Regions from separate parts of the Oryctolagus cuniculus genome. Here region 1 is linked to region 2. Evidence: chromatin contacts called from public Hi-C data. All regions are on one chromosome and are shown on one strand. The core of a region is the stretch at or near the end of the contact, and the rest is flanking DNA. Distances in the headings are between cores, read along the strand shown. Region 1 overlaps CDH23 (cadherin related 23). Region 2 holds the start of CDH23 (cadherin related 23).

Region 1 (7,503 bases), core at 3,835-6,334, 180 kb after region 2:
GACATTTCTGGATATTGATAGGGAAAAGCTGGGGAATCCACTAGAACAGAGCCTGGAGGAGCAGGTTGGCAAGTTTCCCAGGTGGAGTATGGGGTTCAGTTAAAAGAGGAGTTTACTGAGCTCTATCTTCAGCCCCTGGAAGAGTCCCCAGCCCGCACCACCTGGCTTTGACGCTTGCAAGCTGAGTGGCCTCGGCCAGGTTACCCAAGATCTCCGAGCGTGGCCGCCTCGCCTGTCAGGGGGTGCAGCTCCAGCACCTGCAGCACCTCAGGGTGCAGTGAGGACGCAATGAGCCGTGCTTGGAGGTACTTAAGCCCAGCAGTGCCAGCCCAGGGCAGCGAGCCGGAGGTGTGGGCAGTAGTCACCACAGAGGTGCCCCTGCCCACCTCCACCCCGCCTCTGCTGGCACCCTCTTGTGGAGGATCTAGTTTCTTAATGATTCATTTGGAAGACAGACAGACATACACAGAGGAAGAGATCTCCCATGCAGTGATTCCCTCTCAAAGGGCTGCAACAGCTCAGTCTGGGCCAAATCACAACCAGGAGCTCCCTCTGGGTCTCCCACACGGGTGCAGGGGCCCACGCACTTGGGCCACCTTCCACTGCTCTCCCAGGTGCATTAGCAGGGAGCTGGATGGGAGGTGGAGCAGCCGGGACTCGAACAGGCTCTGACCTGGGCAGCTGCCTGGCCCGCTGGCTTCCTGTTGCTGTGACTACCAAGCCTTGGCTCTGTTTGGCCTTGTGTAGGTCTCTGAGGTTGAATCCAGAGCAACTGCGGACATGCAGCTGGTTCTGATCCAGCCCAGCGGCACAGGGCTTCTAACAGATACAGCACGTCCTGCAGTCGGGGTCACTGACCTTTCTCTGCCAAAGGCCACAGTAGTCCGAGAGGCAAGTCAAGGCCACTGTGTCGCCACTTCTCACCAAGAAAGAGAGCACATTTTCACCAAGATGTCTGAGTTCAAAATATAGTAATACTTGCGTATAGTTTTTTATGCTCCAGGTCTGCTAATGAGAATGGAGTTTGGAGGTGGGGACGGGCAGGGGTGACGTTTTACTTCACTAGGGCTCTCGGGCAGTATTAGCAGACTTCAGAGCAACTGCGAAGGGACTCATCTCTAAAACCCCGGCTTGGTGCCAGCACGGTGGCCCAGCAGCTCCCACTGCCGCCCGGGTTGCTGGCTTCCCATACCCGCGCCATTTCAAGTCCCCGCTGCTTCACGTCCAATCCAGCCCCCTGCTAATGTGCCTGGGAAGGCAGCTGAAGATGGCCCAAGTACTTGAGCCCCTGCACCCACGAGGGAGAACCAGATGGAGTTCCAGGTTCCTGGATGTGGTCTGGCCCAGGCCTGGCTGTTGCAGCCATCTGGGGAGGAAACCAGCAGATGGAAGATTCTCTCTGATGCTCTGCCTTTCAAATAAAAAAAATAAATAAAATGTTTTTTAAAAAATCCACAAAGCCATTCTTAGCTTGCAGGCCGCCCAGAGGCAGAGGGAGTGGGGCCTTGGCTCCTGTGGCGATATGCGGCACCCACGGCTGGCCGCTTCAGCTGCCTCTGGCATTGGTCTGATTCCCAGTTTCCAGTCAGTTCCAGAACCTGCACACCTGTCCTCCGGTCACTGGGGCTTCCCATGCTGGGAACGGCCCTGCCCTAGCCGCTGAGCGCCCGCCAGGCACGGGGTCCGCAGAGTTTGGGGGCCTGGGGCCTGCCCTGCCTTGACCCAGGCTGGAGGGCTGGGTTGTGTCATGCGCTCTGAGACGTGGCTGCGGCCCTGACCGCGCAGGGGCAGCTAAGGGCGTGGGGCCGCTTCGCGACGTTTGTACGAAGGTGGAACTGAAACCTGCGTGTATCTGGGTGGGAAGATGTTTGAGATCAGCCTAGTGTGTCCATGTAGGGATTCACCAAGAACTTTTGGAGACCCCTCATCTGCACGGAGTTTCAGAAGTTTGCGTCAGAGTAAGCTCCTCCCTAGTGCCACTTTGCAGGAGCCCTTAGATGTACCCTCTGGCGGTGAGTGTTCGGCTGATCGTGAGCTCGTGAACACCCCCTGAAGGAAGGTGCAGCTGGGCAGAGCAGGGAGGAGCCTGCTCCATCCTGTCCACCTGCCTGTCCTCCCCCACCATGACCACACCACCATCCCTCTCTCTACAGCCCTCCCTCCTCTAAAGCTGATCTCCAGGAAGTCTTCCCCAACTACCTGACCACATTCTTGCTTAGCTGATGGGAGAGGGTTGGTTGCCCCCTCTGTCTGCCGCATTCCTAGTGGGGAGATGAATGTTTACCCAGCAGCCCGGCTTCCATTTCTCCCAACCCACCATTCCCAGGCCTCCTCCCACACCAGTGTCACCCCTGGCATGGCCCCTGGGTGGGCTTGGGTGTTCACAGCCATTGTTTCCTTTGCCCAGTCTCTCCCTCCCCGTCATGGTGATCCTGGAATCCCTGGATCACAAGATTGATGAAGTGGTCGGCACTGAACTGGCCCCTGGGCCGCTCTTGGTTCTGTCCGCCATGCATAGCCCTTTCCCAACCTGTGAGCAGTAGATGGTTGCGCCCCCATGTGGCTGGGTTTCAGAAAGCGCTGGAGGCCAAGCCTTTGGGATCTGGGCCAGGAGGGAGCCGGCAGGAGCTTAGAGGGGAAGGAGGTGATGACTGGCACTTCCCAGCCCTGCCGGCCCCGCCCGCCCCTCCGCCCCACGGTCCCTCCCTCACCGCGGGGACATTGGGCCACGGAGGTCAGGTCTTTGTTTGAAGGACAGATAATTAATCCCACAAAGTAATCCCCGGCACACTCTGGCAGATTTATGGACATCGCCGCTGTCCCAGGAACTCTGCCTTATCATCTTTCATTTCCCAGGCGGAGCGAGTGACTTGTTATATCACAGGCCCCACGCCACGCGGAATTTCATTTAGGGAGTGCTCCAGGTGGAGGGAGATTGATAACCCAGTCCCCGGGCGCCACGCCATGGAGCGGGTCGGAGCACAGAGGCACCGCCAGCCTCTCCCGTGCCCCCCACACCCCGGCTCGTCTCCAGCCTCCTCCCCAGGAGGCCCCGTTTCCCACCAGCCTCACCCATCACAGGCCATGGGTTCCAGCCTTCATCTAGCCTGACCCTCCCAAGTCACAGGTGAGAAGACAGAGGCCAAGGCAGAGAGGGGCCAGGTCTCCAGGCTGCTCGGCCCGACTGTCCCCTCCTCCCCACTCCCCCTCTGCTCTGCCCGAAGCTGCCCCACAGGAAGCTGTCAAGGACTGTAGTGAGGGGTGGGGACTCCTGGGACACCCGCCATGGTTCTGCTCAGAGCCTGCCTTCCACAGGGAAGGGGAGCAGGGGCTGGCAGCTCACCACCAGGGAGTGAGGGAGGAGGGCGTGGCCTCAAGGTCAGGGCAGCTGCTTCTGGCCTGCTGGCTCCGCCTGCAGCTTGCCGGGCAGCTCGAGTTAATTTTATTATTCATGAATATTTATCAGGCACTTTGCATACACCGGCTGCTGAGAGTATAACCATGAACAAGACAGGCAAGGCTGTTGCCCTTGAGGAGCTTACAGTTGAGTGAGGATGACAGGAGAAATAATCAAATAGATTAGTGAGTGAGATCATTTTGCAGAGTGACAACTGCTTGTAAGAAAATCCAGTGGGCATGTGATGGGAATGACTGAGCTGGGGTGACCTAGCGGGGCTGCTGGGGACGGCCTGTTTGATGTGGGGACACTGAGCCTTGGTGCAGCAGGCAGCCACGCGGGGCTGGGGAGGGGAAGTGCTGCAGGCGGGAGAAGCAGCACATGCAAAGGCCCTGAGGCAAGGACAAGCTGGGTACATTTCAGAAACAGGAAATTAGGGGAAAGCATTTTTTTTTTTTGATGGGACTGTCACATGGCAGGGAATGGGTGAGGCACAGGAAGTGAAGCCACAGAGCTGGCCCAGGACTGACCACTCAGGGGTCTGCAGGCCAGGGTGCGAGAGTGGGATTTGCATCTGTGCAGGGAAGACACTGATCTGTGCTGGGTATTTAGAAGGCCTGCTTCATGGAGAATGGGTGGAGAAGTGGCTAGAGGAGGGTGGGGGGTGTCCAAGAAGCCAGCGTGGGGACAAGCAGAGGGAAGAGCCGAGCGTGCATCCCACTGCCCACTTCCCACGTGTGCGTCCCCCTGCCCAGCCACTCGCTTTTCCCGGCCGCTGCCAGCTCCCGGGGCAGCCGCACGTCTGCTCTGGGGCCCTGCCTGCCACTGGAGAAACACCAGGCCTCACCCGCTCTCCCCACCCTCCACCCCAGACCGACACGGAGGAGACCAGGCTCTCTCCTGGGCCAGGCTGGAGCTCCTCCTCCATCTACCGCCCTGGGAGACCAGGGTGGGCACAGGCTCCGGGCACAGCGCAGGGAGCGGGGGGTGTGGCTTGGCAGCATGTGGGCAGCCCCCAGCATCACCCTCGCCCATGGGCAGGCCGGGTTGGCAGGGACCGAGCACACAGGGCTGGCTCCTTCCTGGGGCTCACACCCGGTCCTCAGTAAGGAGAGCCACGGGCAGCCCTGGGGAGGAGGCTGCCTCGGCTGCTGCTGCCGGGAGGGCGCAGGTTTGGAAAGCAAAGGTTGTCCGTCCTGGCCCAGTTGGGAGTGGGGTTTGGGCCTTGATGCTCTGCTCGGTGCCGGGACCGTGCCAGGAGCTCCCTCCGCCAGCAAAGGTTCGCTTCCCTTTCCGACGGGCGCCTAGAGTCTCCAACTTGCCAAAGCTGCTCTCTGCCTCGAGCAGGATCCGGGGCTCCCCCCGCCCCTCCAGGGCTGCCTGTGCAGTGCACACAGCTGGGAGTCGGGGTGCAGGGAAGGGCCCTCTGGGCTGGCGGGCTTCCCAGAGAAACTGCCTGCCTGCCTGCCTGCCTGCCTGCCTGCCGGGTGAGCGGGGCTTGGGGTCCCAGGCCCGAGAGCCCCTGTGATGGAGAAGGCCCCCAGGCCACCCGTGCTGAGGGTGGCCCCGCGGCAAGACCCTGAACCCCGACCTGTAGCTGCTGTGTCTCAGGAGAGCGGCCAGCGGTTGGGAAGGACCTTGGCTGCTGAGCCGAGTTCTCCCTGGCTGGAGAGCCAAGGCCGTGGCACTCGGTCCAGGCTCTCGCTGGCTCAGCAGGAGCCCTGCCCGGGGAGCCAGGTGCTGGGAGACATCCGGCTGGCAGGGCTCGGTCACTGAGCGGCCTCTGAATGCATCCTGGGTGTGGGCCCTGGGCAAGGGGCCATGGACACGCAAGAGGCCAGGCTGCTGGGAAGACACAGCCAGTGCCCTCAGCCATCACAGCAGCCCTGGACCCCTGGCTCTCATCCAAGAAGCTGGGCTGAGTTCCCTGGCGAAGGTGAAGGAGTGAATCCCTAGGGAGGACAGGAGCCGTGCAGCACACCCGTGGGCCCACCATCCCCACCCCCGTGTTTGCTGACCCTTTGTCACGTTTGTTTCTGGTCTTTTGTTTTTAAGATGTGTTTATTTTTTTGAAAGAGTTAGAGAGAGACCTTCCATCTGCTGGTTCACTCCCCAGATGGCTGCAACAGCATGAGGCTGGGCCAGGCCAAAGCCAGGACCCAAGAGCTCCACACGGGGAGCCAGCATCGCAGGTGGCAGCTTTACCCGCTGTGCCACGCGCTGGCCCTGCTTCGGGTCTCTGCTCCCTGCAGAGGAAGCTGAGGGCGCCTGTTCTTCCGTCTCATTGGCTTCGGGGCCTGCACTCTGGGGACTCCGTGGTGGGGGTGAAGGCCTCCCCCCTTCAAACAGGGGATCCCCTGGGCGCGCGATTGCATGGTGGTTAGGTCGCCCCTCGGGGCGTCTCCTTCCCTACCCCAGTGCCTGACCTGAGTCCCAGCCCCTCCTCCACTTCCCATCTGGCTTCCTGCTGGTGCTCACCTGAGAGGTAGCAGGTGGTGTCTTGACTACTTGGGTTCTTCCCACCACGTGGAAGGCCCGGATCGAGTTCCTGGTTCCTGGCTTTGATGTGGCTCAGTCCTGGCATTGGGGAATGAACAAATAAATGGGAGATCGATTCTCTCTCTCTCTCTCTCTCTCTCTCTCTCTCTCTCCCCCCCCTCTCTCTCTCCCTCTCCCTCCCTCCCTCCCTCCCTCCCTTTCTGTCTCCCCCTCCCTCCCTCCCTCTCTCTCTCTCCCTCTCAGTCCTTTCTTTTTCAAAACAAAAACCAAGTTTTAATGGGATTCCTGACCTGAATGTGGACTGCATCTTATATGATGTTGAGGAATCATTTCTTTTGTTTAGTGTGGTGGGGCATGTTTGATTGCGTTTTTAAAAGTCTTTCTGAGAGGGACTGGCACTGTGGCACAGCAGGTTAAAGCCACCTCCTGCAGTGCCAGCATCCCACATGGGTGCCGGTCTGAGTCCCGGCTGCTCTGCTTCCCATCCAGCTCCCTGCTAATGCACCTGGGAAAGCAGCAGAGGATGGCCCAAGTCCTTGGACCCCTGCACCCATGTGGGAGACAGGGAAGAAGCTCCTGGCTTCAGATCAGCTCAGCTCCGGCCGTTGTGGCCATCTGGGGAGTGAACCAGAGATGGAAGACCTCTCTCTCTCTACCTCTCTCTGTAACTCTGTCTTTCAAATAAATAAAATAAATCTTTTTAAAAAAGTCTCTCTGAGAGATGTATGTGGTACTTTTAAATTTTATTTGAAAAGCAAAGAGAGAAAGAGAGACTGCCAACTGCTGGTTCACTCCCCAGATGCTCACAGCAGCTAGGACTGGGCCGGGCCAAAGCCAGGAGCCAGGCATTCAGCCTGGGTCTCCCCAGACGTGGCAGGGACCCAAGTCCTGGGGCCAGCGCTGGCTACCTCCTGCCTCCTGCCTCCTGCCTCCTGCCTCCTGCCTCCTGCCTCCTGCCTCCTGCCTCCTGGGGTGAGCATTAGCGGGAAGCTGGAGTTGCTAGCAGAGCCAGGATTCTAACACAGGCAGTGCACTGTGGGATGTGGGCATCCCAAGCAGGATCTTAACCACAGGCCCAGCCCTACGTACCGTGTTTTTTAAGTGAACTGGAGTTTTCTCTGACAACCCTGTGAAACACTTGGTGTCTGTGTGGAGGGGTGATCTTAAAATAAGGTTGGAAAATTTGCGGATGCCTGTGGAACCCTGGCAATGGGTACATCCTAGGGGACCTCACAAAGTCCCCCAGGAAGGGAATGAAAAGGTTCGGTGCATTTTCCATGAACTTTTTAAGTCACCTTGTAGGGCTCCGTGGTGTTCTGAGCTCTGTATGTGTGTTGGAAATTTTCTGTAGCAAAAAGCTTTTTTTTTTTTTTTTAATTTGACAGGTAGAGTTATAGACAGTGGGAGACAGACAGAGAGAAAGATCTTCCTTCCATAGGTTCATCCCCCAAATGGCCACTACAGCCGGCGCTGCACCGATCCAAAGCCAGGAGCCAGGTGGTTCTTCCTGGTCTCCCATGTGGGTGCAGGGCCCAAGCACTTGGGCCATCCTCCACTGCCTTCCCAGGCCACAGCAGAGAGCTGGCCTGGAAGAGGAGCAACTGGGA
Region 2 (7,311 bases), core at 2,867-5,366:
CCTTTCAGCTTTGGCCTGGTCACAGGTCGTGTGCGGGGGTGCGCCCCCTACTGGCTGACGCTGGGTCCTGGGCAGTGAGTGTCTCTGGGGGTCTCTAGCATGGCCCCAGCCCTTTGGCTCTCCACTGCCAGGCTTAGAAGTTGACAGACAGGGCGGGAGAGGTCTCTGCCCCTGTGACACAGTGCCCCGCCCTCCTGATGGCCCAGGTGCTGGGGGAGGAGCCGGTGTTCCCCAGGGGAAGGGAGGCAGGGAGAACGGGCTGCCAGGCAGTGGATAGCCCAGATGTGGTTTGAAGAATGGAAACCCCAGGAAGAGAGGAAGGCTAGAATTCCAGCGCTTAATCTCCTGGAGACAGAAGCCTAGAATGTCTGAGACACCCGCTGGCTCAGGGCTCAGGGGAGGGAGGCGGCTTCCCCTTCCCCAGCTCTGAGCCGCCTGCCTTGGGTGCTTCATGTGCCGAAGAGCCAGAGTGCTTCAGGTCCCACAGTTCCCTGGGGAGGGTCCAGATGCGTGCCTCCAGACCCTGACATATGCTGTGCCCTCCACAGGGAGCACCCTCCTGCTTTGGCTGCCTGCACCGTGCAGACCCCAGCACTGACGTCCCTTGTCCAGGCAGCCTTCCTGGACTGAACCTCCTTGGGAATGAGTTACCCCACTCCTCCTTCGGCCACCTCTTGACTTTGCCACACTTGGCTTGCTGGGCTGTAATGGGTTTGTTTGCCTGCCTCTCGTTTGCACCAGGAGTGCCTCAAAGACAGGCTGGATGTCAGCACGAGTGCTCATCCCTAGTGTGCGGCCCTCGCTTGTCTCCCTGCTGCACCTGCCGCCTGACCCTGTGGGCTGTGACTCCCAAGCTCCGGGGTCTGCCGCCAGGTGGGAGATCTGGGGATGGAGGAGCCAGGACACCTCCTCGCACTCTGCTTTATTGGGCAGTGGCCACTCTCCTCTGTGGCCCTGGCCCCCATCGGACAGGTCCCCCAGGGGTTCCCACTGCCTGAGTTCACTCCTGGTGATACTGCCGCCGCCTCCTTTCATCCCTCCAGCCCAGGGCTGCCAGAGTCTGCATCTGTGAGCCCTGGGTTACCGCACCGCCCTGGTATCACATTGGACCTACGTTCACCCTGAAGCCCATGTGTGTGGCCCTCTCAGAGCAGGCAGAGGCTCCCTGACTGCCACCCTAGTGCCCAGCACGGTGTTGGCACAGAGCTGGCCCTTGACAATGCCACAGAGGCACGGCGTCCGTGTGGGGGGAGGGGCCAGTGCCCCTGAGCTCTGCGCTATGTTGTTCACAGGCCAAATTGCTCAGGGTCAGGGAGACGGTGAAGAATCAAAGAAGGCTGAAGAGTGGGAAGTGCTGTGATAGTCAACATTTTAATTTGATGACAGAGGAGCAGGCGGCCGAGAGAGGCTCAGTCAGTGTCCAGCCGTGCAGCGACGGGGCGATTGGAGCCCAGGACTCCTGGCCCCAGCACCCTGTCTGGGACTGTGACTGTCACAGACACTGAGACCATCGCTGCTGCTCCACCTGTGCCCCAGGGACACCTGCTCACCTCCTCCAGCGCCCCCTCCAGAGAGCCCCACCTCCGTTGTCATCCACGGCCAGGAACCTGGGCTGCCCCTTGACGCTCGCCTCCTCCTTAGCCTGGAACCCCTCCGTCTCCTAGCCCTATAGATGCGCACCTCCTGAAAGTCCCCTCTCTCCTCTGCCACCACCGCCCCTCCAGGTCCTGGCCACCAATCACCTGGATGGGTGCAGCACCACAGAAATGGGAGCTCCACGGGGCAGGGATTTGGACGTGTGCACGTGTGCGTGTGTGTGGTTCACTGATGTGGCTCAAGCGTCGAGACTCGATGGCGGGCTTTCCGGTCTCTGACCCGACGTCTGAGCTGTGCAGCCGTCACGGGCATTGGGTAGGTCTGTGTTCTGCTAACCCTTTGCACCGCACGGGAAAGGGCACAGATCCAGCTGTGGGCAGCAGACTCTGACCCCGCTCTAGAAGATGTGCTGGTGCAGTATCGTACCTGAGGAGTGTGCAAGCTGCTCATCGCGGACACAAACACCCCAGAGAAGCTACGTATCAAGGCTGGAGGTGTGTGGTTTTTTTTTTTTTTTTTTTTTTTTTTTTGCATATGATTTGGGGGTTTGCTGTGCAAGATTGGGTGGCGTCATTGGCCTGGCATCTGATGCGGGTACTGGAGGGAGGATCTTGTGGTGCTCCACGTGGTCGCCCATCCCCTGCTGCGTGATTGGGGGCCAGGAGCGCAGGCGCTGGCTCTCTAGTTGGTCTCTCCTGGTGCAGCACCCACAAGCCAATCCAATGCAGTCACTATGCAGGGCCCCACCCCCAGACGCACCCCTAGTCCCATAGTGTACGACTCTGGGGTGACACCTAAACTATCACCCATCCATGGTGGCCAGCAAATACTTTTAACTGAAGTCTCCTCTGGTCAGCTGCTGCTTCCGAGGCAACACCCAAAATCTTCCTACATCCAAATGATGATACTCCCTCCCCTCAGCCTCCACCCCACCCACCTGCTCAGGAGCCCTTGAGCTGAGGACAAAACCAACCCCTGATTAAGACCAGTGTGCTCTGCAGTCAGGCCCCTGCCTCCATGGTGGCCTTATGTTCCCTGTGTGTGCCGCCTGCCCCATCTCACTCCTCCCAGCACTGGGCCTTGGCACATGCCGTTTCTCCTGTCTAAAGGCCCTCTATTGGTCATCCTTAGGTCTCAGCTCAGTCACCTCCTCCAGGAAGTCCTCTCTAGGCCAGGCACCTCTAAAGCACTCTTCCTCCTGGCATCGATTCTAGCTGTAAGCTTACCTGTCTATGTGCTCCAATGCCTAGTGTCTGCACTGGAGGATTCCCACGAGACACAAGGGCCTAGCCTGTTGTCCACCTGCCGCACCCCCAGAAGCCACGTCACACTGCTGACTATGGATGGATGAATGCCCAGTGGTGAGGAACTGCAGCCCTGGAACCAGACAGAGGCAGAGTTCTAGATCCGCCACCACCACGGGCCCTGTTTCCTCACTGCAGCCTGGGGAGGAGGTTCCACAATGAAGGAACCTCCGGGAGACTCCGCCGGGGTCTGGCTCCAGGCAGCTGCTGACAATGTGCTGCCCAGGATGGCGACAGCTCCCACAGCTCCTGGAGCCTGCGGGTGAGCCCGAGCTAGAAAGATGCAGTGTTTAGCTCGGGTCGTGAAGATCCAGTGCGGGGAGCAGCCCCCCAAGAGGGTTACCCGGCAACTTGTCCCCAGCCCCCCAGGCCTCCCTCTCCCCTCCTTCTCTGAAAGCCACGAAGTCCTGTCCTTGTGGGAGAGCGCCGAGGGGCCAGGACGCAGGGGCCCGGCTGTAGGGTCTCCAGCAAGGGGCTCTTCCCGCCCCGAGTCGCCCATTTGCAAGCACTTGGAGGCCCTTTGCGCTCCGGTGAGGGAGGGGTGCAGGTGGGAGCCCAGGAGAGGCGCCTGGCAAAGGCAAAGGCAGCTGGTAGGAGCGAAGCGCTGGCCAAGCGGCCCCAGGGACGACAGGGACCGCTCGGCGACTCTGGAGCAGAGAGGGGGCGCTTAAAGCCAACAGATGGCTCGGGCTCACCTACGCCCGGCGCCCGCTCACTAGCTCGGCTTCCCGGGAGCTTTTCCTCGTTTGGCCCGAGGCGCGGAGCGGGCGGGAGGCTGACCAGGCCCCCACTGCTCCACGCGCCCCTCTGCGGGACAGCTGGTGGCCCTGCGGGGCGCGGCTCCGGCACGCACCTGGGGCCGCCTGCGCGGGCGTCCTCCCTGGCCCTTTGGGGGAATCGCCCAGTTGCCACAGCAGCCGGTGCCATGACATCGGCGGAGGACTGCTTTGCCAGCACTGAAATATTCATGCCCTGAGCGCCTGGCTGGGCTCCGCGCCGCTCCCGGGGGTCCGGGCGGGGCCCGGGAAGGAGCCGGGGGTCCCGGCAGCCCCCGTGGGTGGGGGCGCGGCGGAGCGCTGGCGGCGGGCGGGGACCGCGCGCGGGGCGGAGGGGAGCCGAGGAGCGTCAGGAGGCGGGGTCTGGGTGGCGGGGGCCGCGCGGGGCGGAGGAAGCGAGGGAAAGTTGATCGTGGACTTGAGCGGCGGCGGCAGCGGCGGCGGCGGCAGCGGCTCGGAGAGAAGGGCGCGGTGCTCGGCCCCAGGACGCGTCCGACGGCGGCCGGCCGCCGAGCCAGGAGGGGCGGGGCGTCCCGGCCCCGGGCATGGAGCGCGCGGCTGCTGAGCCTCGGGACATTTGGGGCGCGCCTCGTTCGAGCCCGTGGCGCATCTGAAGTTGCGGCCGGCGAGCGGCGAGCGGGCGGCCCGAGGGGACCCCAGAGCGGCCGGTGCGCAGCGGATGAGCCTTCGCGCCGGCAGCGAGACGCGGTGGTGGCCGGGGCCCGACCAGGCGGTCCGCGGGGGCCGATCCGGTGGAGAGCAGAGCCCGAGGCGCGGCGCGGCGCCGCTCCGCACAAGCACACGGTACCCGCAGCCGCGCACCGCCCTTCCCTTCCCGCTTCCCTCTCCTTCCCCCCGCCGGGAAAGTTGGAGCCGCGGGGTCGAGACCGCAGCCGTGGAGCCACTGGTGCCCGGCGTGGCCGTCGCCCGCGGCGGGCTCTGGCCCCAGCCCCGCGCTCCGCGTCCCGCTCGGAGCCCGTTGCCAGACACGCGGCAACTTTGATTCCCGGGAACTCGAATTCCCTCCGCGTTGGCCTTGGGAGGACGCGCACCCATCCCTGCCCGCTTCCTGGGAGAGGGAGCCCTCGGGCGCCCTGCTCCCCGGGTATTGGAGAGGGTGCAGGATGGCGGAGGGTTTCGGGGTGCAGAGGGCGCTGGGATCCAGTCCCATCCCCTTTGAGCTCTGGTCCCCGTTTGGACGACGGAGATGGGGTGGGGCGCACCCCCACCGCAGGGTGGGCAGCAGCGCTGAAGGGACCGAAAGTCACGTAGACCTCCCCGTTCCTCCCCTCCCCTTCCCCCCCCCCTTTTCCCTCCCTACCCCTCCCTACCCCTCCCCACTCAAGGCCCGCGGGAGACTCCCAGGGAACCCCTGCAGCCTCCCCAGTTCTGCCTGGCCTTGGAGAGACGCGCCCCTCATGGAGCCGGGAGCCTCGTGCGGCCGGCGGCGCGTGGCCTCTCCAGCCCAGGGGTTGGTACGCTCTGGGCAGTACTGGTTGTCCCCAAGGCCTCGCGCTGGGAGCGCTGCCCTTCCCTCCTTGGCGGGTGAGCCCGGGATGCGTGCAGAGCCCGCGCATTCCGTATGGTGGTGGCGGGGCCACCCCGCGGCACCTGGCGCTTTGCTTTCCCGGGGCTGGCACGTAAGGCTGCCGCCTCCGGCGTGCATAGGTCTGTGCCCTCGCGGCTGACCGCCGCCCCGCCGGGCCCCAGCCCCGTCAGCCGCCCACTGGGAGGAAATTAGCCTTTCAGGGTAGTGATGTGCCCCCACTCTCCGCCGCAATTCGGAAAGCAGAGCCTGTGCCCCTGCACACAGCATTTTGCCCTCTCCTTCCCGTCCTCGGCGGCTGCCCCCGCCCCAATCTGGATTTTGAAATCAGCTGGAGAGACCTTTGAGGACGGGTTCCGTGGAGTCAAACCCTCACCTGGGGGAGAATTTCTTTGATGGGTGGGGGTGGGCTTGCAGAGCCTGGTGGGGGCCAGGTGCAAGGTGTGGATGAGTCAGCCCGCAGTGGTGGTGAGAGCTGGTGCTGGCCCAGAGGTCAGATCAGCTCATGGTGCAGGGGTAGGCGCACTGCGGTCAGCACCCACGGGGGTGGGGGCACCCGATGTCACTCTGCAGAGCAAGGGACCCCTGGCTGGGGGATTAGCAGCCTTGGTGCTGTTGCCTAGGGCTGGGGACAGTAGGAAGGCAGGGTGTCAAGTGGCAGAGAGCGAGCGTAGCCTGTGGGCTGGGGAGGTGGCACTGGAGGAGTGATGGGTGTGACTGGGGAGAGCCAGGAGGGGCAGGCGGCCGCTGGCCTTCTCTGTGCTACACCCTGTGCACCTGCCTCAGCCTTCCTGACCCCAAACAGCTGGCATCGTCACATCGGCTTACCCGAGGGTGACAATGGCAGAGCGTTTTGGTCACCTCCCACCTAGCTCCCTGCCCAACGTGCTCCGTACCTGCCACATCACCGTGTGAGGCTCATTCCTTTGAGCTGAACATTTTGAAAGGCACCTTTCTGAGTGCTTGTTCGGAGTGCCCATTCTCCTGGAAGCGGAAGGTCTTCTGGAAGCTTGCTTCTTCGAGAGCGGTCTGTGCACCTGCCGCGTCAGCAACCCGTGCGAGGCAGAGTTGCAGAAATGCAGAGTCTCAGGCCCCTCCCCGGCCTTCTGATCTTGAGTTTGTGTTTGATAAGGTCACTGAGAGAGGTGTGTGCTCTGGTTCACAGTGTCTTAGAGGGGGTGAGCTTTTCTTTTTGAAAAGTTTATTTACACCTTCTGTAAAGGGAAGGGGAGGGAGGGAGGCCAGCAGCAGCATCCCACATGGGCTCCCGTGCGAGTCCCGGCTATTCCACTTCCGATCCAGCTCTCTGCTATGGCCTGGGAAAGCAGTAGAAGATGGCCCAGGTCCTTGGGCCCCTGCACCCATGTGGGAGATCTGGAGGAAGCTCCTGGCTTCAGCGCTGGCCGTTGCAGCCATTTGGGGAGTGAACCAGTGAATGGAAGACCCTTCTTTCTGTCTCTGCCTCTCTCTCTCTGTAACTGTACCTCACCAAAAAAAAAAAAAAAAAAAAAAGAAAGAAAGAAATCCACCCGTGGTGTCTTGGGGCTGGGGGCTGTGGGGGCTGTTGCCTGCTAATGCCGCCATCAGGTTGTTTGTTTTGAGGTCCTTGAAACAGACTTGCCTGTTGGCTCAGCTTCCTGTGTGCTTCACAGGCATGGGGGACAGGGCTCCAGAAATGGGGCTGCAAACCTAGCTCCTAGGTGCCTGGGGCTGGGCAGATGCTGGCTCTTCTCCTTGATAAAACCCCAAGGGGTCTGCTGGCCTGTAGGAGAGACTGGGGGCAGGGGCCGTGGGTGAAAGGTTACTGCATGGGCTCTTGTCCCTGGCCACGCCCCACGGAGCACTGCCCCTCCCTATGCTTGCCCGCCCCCTTGAGGAAGAGGGAGGTCTGCGGGGGTGCAGGGCAGAGAGGATGAGCTCTGCAGGACCTGGTTGGCACTGCGGGGGCTTACAGAGGGTGACGCTGAGGTGATTCTTTGGTTTGTTTGAAAACCAGGGGTGCGAACGTGTGTAGCTTAATGAACGCTGTACCGCCTCCTTAAGCCCTCAGGTTTTTAAAAATTTCACATCTTAATGTGTAAAGGTGGCT

The links. Hi-C and Micro-C count contacts between places; a contact is called where the count stands out from the background.
Region 1: a contact with region 2 is called in a Hi-C map of an unstated tissue, with 4 times the contacts expected there. The contact joins the enhancer-like site here to the promoter of CDH23 in region 2. A contact is called at or near these places in 2 of 6 Hi-C or Micro-C datasets (ear pinna and an unstated tissue).

The regions. Positions count from the first base shown.
Region 1 is chr15:62,870,922-62,878,424 of mOryCun1.1, forward strand. All of the region lies in intron 9 of CDH23 (cadherin related 23), which reads left to right. Among named protein-coding and RNA genes, the nearest start is that of C15H10orf105, 99 kb to the right of the region's middle. Within about 2 kb of position 5,085, at least 1 of the 8 cell types and tissues checked has an H3K27ac peak or open chromatin away from gene starts, as enhancers often do.
Region 2 is chr15:62,689,661-62,696,971 of mOryCun1.1, forward strand. It overlaps CDH23 (cadherin related 23), which reads left to right and starts at 4,117. Exons shown (of 68, transcript XM_051823796.2): 1 at 4,117-4,480.